2 separate regions of the Mus musculus genome follow, and region 1 is linked to region 2. The links are chromatin contacts, called in public Hi-C maps. All regions are on one chromosome and are shown on one strand. The core of a region is the stretch at or near the end of the contact, and the rest is flanking DNA. Distances in the headings are between cores, read along the strand shown. Region 1 overlaps Smpd3 (sphingomyelin phosphodiesterase 3, neutral). Region 2 overlaps Slc7a6 (solute carrier family 7 (cationic amino acid transporter, y+ system), member 6).

Region 1 (4,498 bases), core at 155-2,654, 120 kb before region 2:
ACCCATGGGGAGAAAGTACAGAGAAGATTATCACCAGCTGCTTCCAAAGGGGGATTAAATCCTTTTTTGGATTCCTCCTAATGTGCAGCCGTGTTCTGTAACTAGCCTAGAATTCTCCGAGTCCACTTAGCTTTTTATAGTTTGACCTTTGCACAGGAAAAAAAAAAACTCAATGATTTCCCACTATTATGAATAAATGGAAATGGATATGTTTTTTTCTGAATGATTAAAGAGTGAAAATCAGAGCCTACCACCATCCAAGTCCTCTGGAAATAATTTCTCTGGAAAGATAAGGTTCCCAAAGCTACCTTGCAGGTGGATCAAATCCTTACAACAGAGCTCTGGCACACCATTTGTTTATTTTCCATTCTTGCCATGGAGAAGAGGGTAGCTTCATCCTGGGTACGGAGGCAAAAAGCAGGACTTTTGACCCTCTGACCCTCAAAATGGCCCAAACCTTGGGTGTCAGACCAAGTACATTGTCCCCAAAGTATGCTAATGGGACACTGACAGCATCACCAGTGTCCTTCAGAGCACCACTCAAGCACAGGTGCATGGGTCTAGCAAAGCCTGCGTCACCAGCTGTCAAAGCAGGGCACAGGAGCGCACACTCACTGTCCCAACTAAATGGTAGACTGAGGCAGGAAGATTTCTTAATCCCAGAAGTTCAGGGCCAACCTAGACAGCACAGTAAGTAAGGCTCTGCTTCAACATACACAAATCAGTGCATAATAAAGCAAGCTTCCCCCCTATCCATTCACAAAGGCCTTGGGGAAAGCCAAGGGTGGGCAAGAGCAGCATCGGCATCACACGCAGAGATGCTCTCCGATAGCTCCCTACCTCCTCCTCTGAAACCAGACTGTTATGAAATCGAGGAGTTTAAGATAATGGTTCTGTAGCTGGTGCTTAATAAAGGTATTCCCATCTTTTCAAATACCTAACCTTTAAAACATATGCCATGCGCTACCGTGCTTCTTAAGCAACTGAGCTGGAATGTTATTTTATAATGTCTTATTGACACCAGAATCCTTACTACAAAAATGTGAGAATCACAGACTCTGGGGTCTAATCTCACTGTGACCTTGCCCACGAGATTTGCAGAGCCATTTGCTTTGTGGCTTTTCTTTTGGGTTTGCGGGTTGTTTTGTGTTTTGTCTTGTTTTGTCTTGTTTAATGGAAACCAGGGAAAAAGTTGTATCATAGCCGCTGCGTATTAACTCATGCAGGCAGAGTGCACAAGACCACTCTTTACAAACCAGCCTGTGGGAATTAGCGGTGCTGTGGCAGCCAACTTAGAGCTGGAGGATGCTTTCAGATTACTCCTTCCTAGTCTCACAGAGCTGTTCGGGGAGCTACACGTGGCTGGGTGTCTGTGGGATTTCCTCATCCCGACCTTTGCTATGTTTGGTGATATGAGACTGGGTCATCTGTGGGACACCAGGACTGCTGGCTGACTTTGGGTTTCCTCCCTGCCACTCAAGGATCATAGCTGGCAATCAGGAATGGCACTGTAGACTGGTGCTGGTTATTGGACAGTGGGGACTCTCAGCTAACAGGCTGATACTGAAGAGCCTTGACAGTCCTCACCACCCACTCATTTCTCCTAATCTGTGCTCTATGCCTTTTCCTCCTTATTCTTTTCCCAGGGAAGAGCCAGGCTCACCCTAATCTGCCGAGCCCAGAGCCTCTGCCTCCATGGCCTCCTGTCCTGTATTCTTTTCAGCATGTCTCTGTCCTGTCATTCCCTGGTTCTAATTTCAGGCCCTTCCATAAGCTCCATCTTGGTTAGTTTATCTTTTCAGCAACACCAGCCCCCCCCAGGCCATGCATCTCCTAGTGCATTCCTCTCTGACATCCTGCCTCAGCTCTCTAGATCCAGGCCCACATTTCCAGGCGATTGTTGTCTTCTCAAACTCAGTGTGTCACAAGCTCAGTATATCACACACCTTTCCACTGCCCTCCCAACTATCCCAGCCCAGTCTCTCCTCTGTCCCAATGATCTGATTGTTCCTTCAACTGAGGCCTCCTCCTAGCCCTCAGCACTTTTGATAGCCAACCAACTGTCTTAGGATCCCCAGAGTACCATAGCTACTTCCTCTTGGTGCCACCAGAGCAAGTCAGGAGCTTTATTTGTGGGAATAAAATATGATGATAAATATAAGGCTTGCGCCAGGCGTTGGTGGCACACGCCTGTAATCCCAGCACTTGGGAGGCAGAGGCAAGTAGATTTCTGAGTTCAAGGCCAGCCTGGTCTACAAAGTGAGTTCCAGGACAGCCAGGGCTATACAGAGAAACCCTGTCTCGAAAAAAAATTATATATATATGGCTTGCTTTAGGGACCTGGCTCGACAGAATGCTCAACACACTGGCTGTTGGTCCCTCACTGCTTGTGCCTCTCATGTTTGATTATTGTCGCCATTATTTGCTCCTGCTCAGGTTCAAGTCCTGTGTCTTCATCAACACTAGTTTGGTCCTTTTCTTTCCCTGACCTTCTCCAATCTTTCCCTTTTCCTCTATCATGCTTGTGAGGTCCTACCCTTCAAGTGTACAGGGAGACAGCTAGGAACAAGTCAGCACTGTCTCTGAGCCTTCCTTCCCCTCTGCCTTTTCAAGGCACTTGTAAGCCTGGGCTTAGCTACCTGAACAGAGCCATGATAGGTCTTTTTTTTTTAATATTATTTATTTAATGTATATGAGTACACTGTAGCTATCTTCAGACACACCAGAAGAGGGCATCAGATCCCATTACAGATGGTTGTGAGCCACCATGTCATTGCTGGGACTTCAGGACCTCTGGAAGAACGGTCACCACTCTTAACCTCTGAGCCATCTCTCCAGCCCATGATAGGTCTTTTGTAGTCCAAGTACATCACATCCTACTTACTAGGCACTTCATAACTGCCTGGCTCCTACTGACAAGGTCCAGTAAGTCCCTACTAAGGTAAAACTGCTGTTTATTGTATTGTGGATACTATTTCTGCCTCTAGTTTGTAAGACGTCATTATTCAATATTAATTGAGTCCTGACTATACCCAATATAACCATTATTCAATATTAATTGAGTCCAGGCCCATACCCAAGACATGATAGGAGTGATCTTCTTCCCTCGCTGGAGCTCTCAAGCTTTGGGAGACAGACATAGTTGAATTCTTTAGGTGCACTGAGTCTAACAGACCTGTGCTGTCTGCACAGCCTCTACCTTAGGGTAGACCAGATGCTTTGAATGCTGAGACCCAGGTCAGTGGCTTTGTGTCAATCACCATCCCAAGTGATTCAGTCATTCGGCAATAAACTGATTAATCTAAAGCTGCCCATGTCCACTCAGATAGTAAATGTGTCTATCTTCACTATGGCTTTTTCTGCCACTACAAAAAAATTTCAAAATCAGTCTTTTCTAAAAAAAACTTTTGGGGCTGGTGAGATGGCTCAGTGGGTAAGAGCACCTGACTGCTCTTCCAAAGGTCTGAAGTTCAAATCCCAGCAACCACATGGTGGCTCACAACCATCTGTAACAAGATCTGACGCCCTCTTCTGGAGTGTCTGAAGACAGCTACAGTGTGCTTACATATAATAAATAAATAAATCTTAAAAAAAAAAACTTTTTAGATCTTTCCTCCAACTTCCCTCAAGTTACTGCTGCCTCATTTTTTTTTATAAATTCACAAATAAACTGATATTCTTGAACTAACACATATTGTCCATGTTAGTCTCTGGAGCTTTGTAATTGGTTATGTTTCTCTTTTTGCTTTGAGTTCCATGAATCTCAAGGATAAATTTAGAACTTCTTAAGACTGGCATTGTGGGGCTGGAGTTCTAGCTGCGTGTAGAGCACTTGCCTAGCTGCATAAGGCCCTAGTCAGGTTTTAGTTGTTGTTGTTGTTGTTGTTGTTGTTGTTATTGTTTTCAATGGCCATTAGGCCTGTTGTGGTAGCACATGCCTTTAATCTCAGCACTCAGAAGGAAGAGGCAGTAGGTCTCTTTAAGTTTGATGCCACCCTGGTTTAGATATCGAGTTCTGGGACAATTGGGGCCATGTAGACCTTTTCTTAAAAAAAAAAAAAAAAAAAAAAAAAAGCCATGCTGTTTAGAAACTTCTATCTCCTTTCCCTTCAGAGAGTACTTCTAGCTTAATACTCTCACTGCCACATCTCTTGTTACACGCTTCTACTAATCCAGCTTTGAGGAAGGGAAGAGAATAAATGAAGTCTCTTTAAAGACTCCAAGTAATCTTTTAAAAGAGATTATTGATCACGTAAATTATCCTTTTCCAAAGAAGATTACTTTAATTTATGGGCACGAGCAGGCTTGCTGCCCTTCTGTGATGTTGTCTCTCTCAGACATGAGTTTTGTAAATTGATGAGGACAGCTCTTGTTGCCAATGTTGGGTTTTCCCTAAATGCCCTTAGGCAATCTATAGAGAAATCAATGCACATCGCCAAGCTACATTTATGGTTAAGCAATAATTATAATGTGCCCAGATGGAGGCCTCAAATGTTTG
Region 2 (4,499 bases), core at 556-3,055:
AGCATCTGTCTCAGGGTTTTACTGCTGTGAACAGACACCATGACCAATGCAAGTCTTATAAAAGACAACATTTAATTGGGGCTGGCTTACAGGTTCAGAGACTCAGTCCATTATCATCAAGGCAGAAGCATGGCAGCATCCTGGCAGGCATGGTGCAGGAGGAGCTGAGAATTCTACATTTTCATCTAAAAGCTGCTAGCAGAATCTTGACTTCCAAGCAGCTATGGTGAGGGTTTTATAGCCCACACCCACAGTGGCACACCTGCTCCAACACCTTCTAATAGTTTCACTCCCTGGGCCGAGCATATCGAAACCATCACAGTATCAAATGCTACAGTCCTGGGAACATCTAATTCCAGGAGGTCTCTCCCTCAGTTATCTCAAAGTCTTGTTTCTGAAAGACCACAAACTCTCAAGAGGAAGCAATAGTTTATAACATGTGTAAAGCTCCAGCAAAGAGGGGAGCTGATGAGCCCCGGTTGGAAGCAAGGTAGTAATGGCTTTCAGGAAACAGCCAGTTCCCTGGGACAGTTCTCAGAAAGGTGGACCGTTCTCCACTCAAAAGAATAGTGTTCCAGGGCCAGCTTTGAAGATTACCACATGTGATAGAACAACCTCCGTGTGTTTCAAGAGCCTCACTTAATATGTTGTCAAGTAGGGCTGGAAGTTGGCTCAGCAGTTAAGAGCACTGGCTGCTCTTCCAGAGGACAGGGTTCAATTCCCAGCACATAAAGGGTAACTCACAACCATCTGTAACTCTAGTTCCAGGAGAACTGGTGTCCTTTTACCTCCATGGTAACCAGACATACATATGCTAGCAAACACTCATACACATAAGAAAAACATATTTAAAAATATGCTTCCAAATAATACAGGTACTCACCAGTCAGTCATATAAGGGGGTGCAGGGAGTTTGAGAGACACATAATGAAACAATTCTATGGGGTTGGATTACAATGGTTAAGGAAGTTGGTGGGAAAGGGGTACAGCAAAGGAATGTGTGCTGCTGAAAAAAATCTTCACAGGAATCAACTGCTGATCAAAGTTCTCTCTGGCTAAGCCTGGATACATACTCAGCTAACATACATAGTTAACAACCAGCAGTAAACAACAACCACCAACATAATACAGTAAGCACATTTTGAGGTACTTGTCCATCTCTCTGTTAGGACTTGCTCTCTTTCCCCTGAGACTTGCTCAAGCCAAACAATGGATCCAATCTGGACTTATAAATTACCTTTCCCAGAATACCAAGAGAGTGAGTCTGTCTACTAGCAACAAGGAACGCTTAGAGTCTAGAACTACACGAAGTCAAAACCCACAGAAGCCCTGGTTAACAGCAGAACAGAAACTGCCAGCAGAGAAAGAAAGCAAGACCACAGAAGAAGCAGAAGAAAGAAGGCATGAACTTGTAGGGGGGAAAGACCAAAATACAAAGAAATGCACAGAAATGGAGAGAAAAGACAGAGACGGGAGACAAAAGTAAGGTAGAAACAGAGAAAAGGGGGCAAGAGAGAAAGACCAAAAACTGACATCATAGAAGAGACACAAAAGCCTAGCTGGGTTCCCTGAGCATGTGTCCTGCCCTCAGCCCACGAGCAAGCAGGCACTAGTCTCAGGCTTGCTCCTCTCTCCCTCCCTCTACTCTTATACAGACTCCCTCCAGACATGGTCATTTCTACACACAAGTAAACAGAGTTTGCAGTGGAGCCAATGACTGTATAAAAAGATGCGGGAAGGCATGCCTCAGAAAGTGCCAGCAGGGCCTATTCCGAAGGCCAGCTGGAGAGGCACCAAAGGCACCTGGTCAGAAGACTGACTGAGAGAAAGATTAAAGAGCTGGAGAGGAAGCGAGCCTTTCTCTATGGCATGTTCTCTTGCGTTTTGATTCACCAAGCATATGATTTTTTCTCAACACAAGGAGTTAATGAGCCACAGCACACTTGCCAGAGAGAGCTGACCTGTAGGATGAAGTGAGTCAAATGCCTAGGGCACACAATCTAAGAAACACTCCCTCTCAGGGAATCAAGCAAAAGAATCGCAGAGAGTATATCCTCAGAGCTGGCCCCAGGCACCTAACTTGCCTCACACTCTCAATCTTGCCAAAGAACACAGTCTACCAAGTAGAAGCCAAATCCCTTGACTGCTTGCCTGCTTCTAATTAGCAAACAAGATTTCGCCACAGACCCACACGCCATGTGCTTCCAAGATCACCCAGCCCCATCCAGCTTACCAGACTGAGCCTGGAGGCCAGGTGCTACAACTCAAACCTCGACTCCTTCCCTCTTCTGATTCTATTTCCATGCTAGACAAGCCAACGTCAATGAGCATGGACCTATACAACAGTCTCCAAGGCTCTCTGAGAGCTTAGTTTTAGTTAGTCCTGGTGGTTCTAGGGACTGAACACAACATGTTCTGCATGCTATCCCGATAGTCTACCACTGAGCCTAGCCTAACCCTTCTGGGAAGTTGTTACAAATTCCCCAAAGTCACTCTGTAGCAGACTGTCACCTTCCAGTATTTTCCCTCCTTTCTCCTCAATAGAAACTTTAGCTGAAGTCATGGCTAAATGATGTCCCAGAATTCCTCACAGGTAGATTACCTACTTATATTTTCCCTAAGGACATGAACAGATGTTTCAGGCTGGGCCTTAGGAAGCATCTCTGAAGCAAAGCATGCCTTCCTTTGTCCTTCTAGTAAGCTACATGCAAACCATTGGAGCTTAAGGAGCCTCTCTAGGCCATGGCAGGGTGTTCAATGTCACTCCTAGCCTCTACCCAACAGATAAGAGTAGTACTGCTTCCTAGTACTAGCATCCCAAAAATGTCTCCATACTGCCAAATGCCACCTTTGTGCCAAACTAAAGTCCCACTGAGAACCACTACTCTAGGATAAGAAGTAAGACACCCTGAAATTCTACAACCACCAACAATTGCTTAGATTTTCCTGCTAAATGTAACCTGAGAATGGAGTAGGGAGAGGAGTGGGAGGACAGTGGCAGAAGCAACAGTCCTGTTAGGGGTCAAGAAAGCAGTACAGCTGGGAAGGCTAGAGATGCTCTGGTAGGGTTTGCTGCCCTTCCAGAGGACATGAATTTGGTTCTCTTACAACTTCCGCTATCACCAGCTCCAAGAGATGCAATGTCCTCTTCTGGTTTCTGCGGGCACTGGCTTACATGTGGCATACACTCACATACAACACACACACAGACACACACACAAAAAAAAAGCAAACAATTTACAAAAGATAAAAAAGCAATTACACAGCAGAGAACAGCAGTTCACATCTTTAATCCAAGCAATAAGGAAACAGAGGCAGGCGGATCTCTGAGAGGTTCAGGCCACCTTGATCTACATAATGAATTCCAGGCCACTCTGTCTCAAAAAAACTTTTTAAACAAAACAAAACAAACAAAAAAAAAGCAACAAAAATGGGAAAGGCAGCGAAGCCTGGATATACAGTTCAAGGAAGCAGAAGCCTACAGTCGACTGGGAACCACACACGACATTTAACAGAAGCGATAGCTGTTCAAACACAGCTGAGTGTTGAGGGACAGGAATTGGGGTTCAAATTGCGAGAACTCTTGATTCCTCAAGAAAATTGCATATTCTAATTCTGTCTGTTTGTTTTAGAGACATGATCATGCTTTGTAGCTCAGGCTGGCTCAGTCCTCACTTTCTAGCCCAGAGCAGCCTTTTTTGACTCACAGCAGTGAGTCTTCCTGCCTCATCTTTCCAAATATTGAGATTACAGGAATATGTTACCACACCAGTACTCAGTAGACTGAGACAGACGTGGAGTATTTAGCAAGTTCCAGGCTACTATGATCTACAGAGAAGGAAGGAAGGGAGCAAGGGAGGAAAAGAGGGACCGAGGGAGAGAGGGAGAGAGGGAGAGAGAGAACTGTGCAATTGTGCAGGCCTAACAAGTCTGAGGGCCAATCCAGCCTACATATGGGTCTCATAGCCTATGCCCCATGACTAAGCATATGGAAGCTTTCTGGGTCCTATATTCTAAAACAAAACTTGGTCTTAAAGCTCAGCATAAGTGGCACATGCTTTCGATCCCCACACTTGAGAGACAAAAGGAAATCAGATCTCTTTGAGTTCAAGGCTCACTGGTCTATATGTTACACAGTGAGACCCTGACTGAAAAAAAATTTAATGCTTATTTTTAATTATCCGTATGTATGTGTCTGCAAGTAGGTTATGTGCACTTGAGTGTGGGTAAATGTGGAGCCAGAGGCACTGACTACCCCTGGGGCTGTACTTATTGGCAGAAGTAAGCCACCTGATATAAGGGCTTAGAACTGAACTCAAGTCTTCTGGAAGAACAAACAGTAAGCAGTAAAGAGCTCTTATTGTTGTTAGAGACAGAGTTTTCTATGTAGCCTGGCTGTTCTGGAACTTGCTCTGCAGACCAGACTGGCTCTGAACTCAGAGACCTCCCAAGTGCTGGGATTAAAGGTATGTACCACCACCCTATCCTGGTCAGTAAGT

What was found. Hi-C and Micro-C count contacts between places; a contact is called where the count stands out from the background.
Region 1: a Hi-C map of liver shows a contact between it and region 2, with 5 times the contacts expected there. The contact joins two enhancer-like sites. A contact is called at or near these places in 1 of 484 Hi-C or Micro-C datasets (liver), 1 of 115 datasets of contacts at active chromatin or transcription factors (embryonic stem cells) and 2 of 9 other capture datasets (adipose tissue and pancreatic islet).

The regions. Positions count from the first base shown.
Region 1 is chr8:106,301,422-106,305,919 of GRCm38.p6, reverse strand. All of the region lies in intron 1 of Smpd3 (sphingomyelin phosphodiesterase 3, neutral), which reads left to right. The region is part of intron 1 of 4930506A18Rik (RIKEN cDNA 4930506A18 gene); the gene reads right to left. Among named protein-coding and RNA genes, the nearest start is that of 4930506A18Rik, 21 kb to the right of the region's middle. Within about 2 kb of position 1,404, at least 5 of the 459 cell types and tissues checked have an H3K27ac peak or open chromatin away from gene starts, as enhancers often do. A contact at or near this core is called in liver, where this site is marked.
Region 2 is chr8:106,183,442-106,187,940 of GRCm38.p6, reverse strand. All of the region lies in intron 2 of Slc7a6 (solute carrier family 7 (cationic amino acid transporter, y+ system), member 6), which reads right to left. Among named protein-coding and RNA genes, the nearest start is that of Slc7a6, 17 kb to the right of the region's middle. Within about 2 kb of position 1,805, at least 52 of the 459 cell types and tissues checked have an H3K27ac peak or open chromatin away from gene starts, as enhancers often do. A contact at or near this core is called in liver, where this site is marked.